Regions from separate parts of the Gossypium hirsutum genome. Here region 2 is linked to region 1. The links are chromatin contacts, called in public Hi-C maps. All regions are on one chromosome and are shown on one strand. Each heading gives the region's core, a stretch centred on a gene start, on an enhancer-like site or on the middle of the called end of the contact. The rest is flanking DNA. Distances are from core to core; before and after follow the strand shown.

Region 1 (2,786 bases), core at 125-2,624:
CCAAAAAACATACAATGAGCATGAATACTTCAGTTAAAACAAAGAAAGGAAATAAATTAAGTATCAAAATTGGACCTTTTAGCAAATTCTTCAACAGTAGCACTGTCATCAAAGCTCCCAACCATGTGATCATAAGCAAGGGCACTAGCTGGGCAATTCTCTGAAGGGTCCAAAACCATAACTTTAATGGCCATCTTGGAAGCTGCTTGGCATAACATACGACCCAATTGCCCTCCTCCTAATACACCAACTATCTTTTTGGATAGATCATGAACTGAAGAATCATGGTCCTTCCTACAAAAAAGAAAGCAAAAAAAACCATTTGAACGTAAATAAGTCACAATAACAAAAAAGACTCAAAGTTTGTATTCTTTTGTTTTCGTTGGAAACATATAAATTGCCAGAAAAATAAAAAAACCTGTGAGAGGAGTCAGTCTCGTGAGAGTCACATGAGGCGCGGCAAGCGAAGGTGGGATTGTAGAGTTTCGAAGAAGAAGAGTGCCAGAGGCGATGGTTGCGGTTGCGGTTATCGGCCGCGATAGATACAGAGAAGAAGCGGAGTGAGAGAGATGATGGTGGCCGGGAAAGAAACTGAGATGGCTCGAAAGAAAATACTGCTTCAAAGGTGGGGCTCGAAAACACAGCCATTGATAGCTGCGTTTCTTATCAAAACAAAAGATCTACTGCTTGAAAGTACCAGCAATTGATAGCTACAGATAAAAAAACAGATTAAATCCGGCAAATGAGATGTTCAGCGTATCCAAACTCAAAGAGATAAATAATCGTCGGAAAAAAATTTCAGAGAAAACAACTAGATTGTGACAAAAGAAATCCAAATCTGAGCTTTGAAACGCAAGAAATCTTCAAAAAAAAATTTAAAATTAATCTGTTTCAACTTAATCTAACAATAAAAAACAAAATGAAAAGTAAGCAAAAAAAAAAGCGAAATCAACCGAAAAAAATGAAAAAAAAACGTAACTGAAAATGCAGATTAAAAATCAAAGGTATATTTTGATTTTCTTTACAAAAAATTCAAAATAGATTCAATCTATTTGAAACTAAATCTAACAATGAAAAGTACGCAAAAAAAAACAACTAAATCAACCAGAAAAAAAATGAAAAAATGAAGAAAAAAATACCTGAAAATGCAGATTGATATTTTATGGTGGCCGTGCTTTTTGTGCTTTTTGTGCTTTTTTGTGTTCAAGGGGGGCGCCTGTATTTATGCTTTTTTGTTTTAAGCTTTCCCTCCTTGGAATAGGGACCTATTTTTGTTTCAAGGGCGCCGCCGTGATCTGGTCTGGTTGGTTTTACCTATTAAGGATTCGTTGAGAGCCGTATACGGTGGAGATTACGTAGATAAGCCTTTGGTCTAAAAATTATAGGGACAATAACCAATAAAAGCCCCTTTATTTTTAAAATTACCAAAATGAGACAGGTCCTGAATTAATTACCGAAATGGACCCTTTCCCCAAAAAACGCGTCCACGTGAGCGCGTTGTCAGGGGATAAAGTAGGAAAACGCTTCCTCAAAGAAGCGCTTTGTCCACGTGGATAGAAAACGCTTCCTTGAGGGCGCGTTTTGTATCCACGTAGACAATACGCTTCCTTGAAAAAGTATTTTTCCCATTTTTTAGGGTTTAGGATTTTGGAGTTTTTGAGATTTTAGATTTTAGGGTTTTAAGGGAAAAATTAAATAAATAAGGGTTTAGGATTTCTTAATTAAATTAACTATAAATTTTAAAAAATTAGATTAGGGTTTAGCATTTATAGTTTTCAAGGAAAAAATCAAATAAATTAGGGTTTAGGGTTACTTGAGTAAATTAATTATAAATTTAAAAAAAATAGATTAGGGTTTAGTGTTTAAGGTTTTTAAGAAAAAATCTAATAAATGTAATTTTTATTCGTTATATATTTTAAACTCTTTTAAAAAATAAAATAATAAAATTAAATGTTTTTAGTAAAAATTAAATTTATTAAAAGATTTTTTTAATAATAAATTAAAAATAAAATATATAATGAATTTTTGTATTTTCAAATTTTAAAATAGAAAAAGAATTTTTTATGAAAAACAAAAAAAAGAGAGTTAAAAGTTTATATATATATTAAATTTATCTTTTTTTGTAATTTTAAATTTATAATAAATTAAAAATATTAATATAATATAATACGCAAAAAAATGAAATTTAATATAATACAATCATATTAATAATAGAATATTTTAGGGATAATAATTCCTTAAGGTCTTAAGATCATGGGTAAATTTTTTATTGGTTGTTAGAGAATGATTTATAAATAAGTATTAATAACTTTATTTAATGGAATTTAACATAAATTTTAATATTTTAATATTTAATATATATTTTAAACTGTAGAAGTTTAAATTCAAAATTTGAGAAAAAATATAATAATTGTAATTAACATTTAACTATATTTAAATAAAGTTAGACTTAATAAATATTTTATAAATAACTTATAATTTTTTAAAATTTATAATTAATTTAATTAAGAAACCTTACACCCTTATATATTTAACTTTTTCCCTTAAAACCCTAAAATTTAAAATCCTAAAAATTCTCAAACCTTAATCTTAATTGGAAAAAATCCTAAACCTTAAAAAATAGAGAAAGTGTTTCCTCAAGGAAGCGCTTTGTCCACGTGGACACAAAGCACTTCCTTGAGGAAGCGTTTTCCTGCTTTATCCCCTGACAACGCATTTTTGGGAAAATTTATCTATTGTGATAATTAATTCAAGACCTGGCCCATTTCGGTAATTTTAAAAATAAA
Region 2 (2,700 bases), core at 153-2,652, 160 kb before region 1:
AATATACTAAGGCTTAGTTTGGATGGCAATGTGTTTAGCTCCAGTGAGATTAAAAACAGCGCGGTGAGATTAGAAACAATGGTGGAGTGTGTGTTTGGATTCAAACGCAGCTGTAGCGGTGAGGTGAGAATAAAAAATGACTATTAAGGACATCATATTAGAATTGATATATAATAAAAGTTTTTAAATTATTTTAATTTTATAAAATTATTAAAATATGTGAATTTATAAACTAATTTAATAAAATATTAAAATGTATCTTCCAATATTTTATTATAAATATTTTAATAAATTATATAATCAATTTAAATTATTTAATAGATAAAATGATAATTATTTTTAATTTTTTATAGTTAAATATTCTTTTATAACAATGATAAATATTATTTTCACAAATAGTAACATTATACTTGGATCAAATTTTGAAGTATCTAAACGGATGATTTGTAACTTTCAAGATTGGGAAAGAAATTAGTTTAACTTTCAAGGATAAAATGGTAAAATAATAAATAAAATTATGGGTATTTTTGTCTGTTAAAAATACCAACAGCTCAGTGAATTTCAATTACTGCTGAAACTTCCAACTGATTTTCAGCATATCAGTGTGGTGGAAATGCCTCTTCACTGAACTGGCATACTGAACCAAATAGCATAACAGTGAGGTTGGTAGCAGATATTTACCCCAACTGCACTTCGCTGGCATTAAAAGCCAAATCAAAGGAGGCCTAATAGACATAGTATTATTTCTAATGAGATAGCAAAAATAATAAATGTATGAATAACGGCATGTAATAGATAATAATTTTTTTTTGTATTTTAAATGATCAATTACTTTTAATTCAATTTATTTTTTTTAATTGGTCTAATCTATCCATTATTCTTTTTACATGAAAATATTATGGTTAAATTTTAGTTTTAATCCTTCTAATTTCTAATAAATTTTAATTTTGGTCCATATATTTCACTTAATTTTGAGATTTAATTTATATCTATATACTAAGGAAGGCCTTACATAACACCTATCTATTCATTGTTTTTTCAAAATATTTTTAAGACTGAATTCAAATTAGAATTGTCTAAATTATTCGTTTCTCTATTTAAAATAATAAGTAAATATTCTTTATTTAAATTTATTTATAAAAGTGTATAAATGTTTGTATAAAATTATTTTTTTTATTTTTTTAAACAATAAAACAGATTAAACCGAGTCAGCTCAAAGTCAAAAACTATAAACCCAAGCCCGACCATGAGTACAATTTTTCTATGAATAACGAAAACGACACCGTAATCAAACATGAATGTGTTATTCTTGGGCTTAGCCCGTTAGGGAATATTCTCTCCCTGAAGCCCACATTAAGAAAATACTCTTGCCCCAGTTACTGTAATAGGCTTGCAATTGCAAACCCATAAACGTTGCCGTTTTGGTGTTTCAAGTCGAACCGATTCTATCGAAGGCATCGTGAAAACGCCTCAATTAATCGGGAGATTTTTTTTTTTCCAGTTCCTTGGTTGTACAGCTCTGCTCGGCGACGATCTGATCGTCTTCATCCGCCGGATTAACACCAGCTTCAATCAAAATCAATGGCTGCAATCTTCGCTCGTAACTCTCTCAACGCTCTCCGAGCTCGACACCTCGTAAGAACTCGTTTCTTCATCCTCCTCTAGAACCTAATCATTATTTTGCTTTTCAGATCTTTTTATCTAGATTTAAGCTAAATAATTTCGTAATATTTTTTATCAAAAAAACGATTTTTAGTTCAATTTTCTTTTGTAAGGATTTTTTTTTTTTGAAAATTTTTATGAATGTATATATATGTATAGGCTGTGTCAGGGCAAGTGTTGCAGGGTTCACAACACTACGGGTTGCGACTCAGTTCACGCTCATATGGCACGCAGAAAGGTTGGCCTTTTATTTCATCGTCTTCTCATTTTTATCTAAACCTCAATGTTTACATGTTTATATGTCATGGTTTGAATTTCGAAAAGAGTGTGGAAATGGTGTAAAATGCAGTTCCTTTTCTATTTGGATTCATTGGTCTACCAGAAATACAACTAGAACAGTTTTACCAGATCGGTCGGAACACAAATCGCTACATTTTGTAAAACCTAATTCGATAGGGTACTCTTCTCTGGATCATTTGTTAGGAACGAAATGCTATTTATTGGAACCTAAAACATTTCTTTGGAACTTTTATGTATATGTATGTATATAGCTTTTATATTTATATAAACACATAATTCTGAATAAATAAAATTTGAAGTTTTGTGAATTATTTGTTTTACTCAATAATATTATAATAAACCTTGTGTTAGGGGATCACTAGTCTTACTGAATTGGATCGCTAGTGTTTCTTGACTGGGATCATGCGAACCAATTCAGAATTTGCTGTAGAAATAGTGATTTCTTGTAACAGAGCTCTAGAAAATGCATATGAGTGCTTTTAAGTGCATAGCTAATGATCCCCACGTTTGTTCATGGATGTTTTTATTTGTAAATTGTAGATGATGAAGAAAGAGAGCAGCTTGCAAAGGAGATTTCAAAGGACTGGAGTTCTGGTAATGTAGTGCGCCAGAATGTCTCTGTTTCCATTGCTTTTTACATCATTTTCTTTTAGGAAGTGATTGGTTTCTCGTATTCTGCACAATTGCAGTTTTCGAAAGAAGCATAAACACGCTGTTTCTAACTGAAATGGTTCGGGG

The links. A called contact is a pair of places that touch in the nucleus more often than the background predicts.
Region 2: a Hi-C map of leaf shows a contact between it and region 1, with 2.4 times the contacts expected there. The contact joins the promoter of LOC107920160 here to the promoter of LOC121225607 in region 1. A contact is called at or near these places in 2 of 34 Hi-C or Micro-C datasets (both in leaf).

What each region holds. Positions count from the first base shown.
Region 1 is chrD13:3,354,640-3,357,425 of Gossypium_hirsutum_v2.1, reverse strand. It overlaps LOC121225607 (phosphoribosylaminoimidazole carboxylase, chloroplastic), which reads right to left and starts at 1,374. Exons shown (of 17, transcript XM_041109988.1): 1 at 1,140-1,374; 2 at 419-710; 3 at 76-294. The coding sequence starts at 648.
Region 2 is chrD13:3,510,819-3,513,518 of Gossypium_hirsutum_v2.1, reverse strand. It overlaps LOC107920160 (NADH dehydrogenase [ubiquinone] iron-sulfur protein 8-B, mitochondrial), which reads left to right and starts at 1,402. Exons shown (of 8, transcript XM_016849703.2): 1 at 1,402-1,635; 2 at 1,822-1,900; 3 at 2,503-2,556; 4 at 2,652-2,700. The coding sequence starts at 1,582.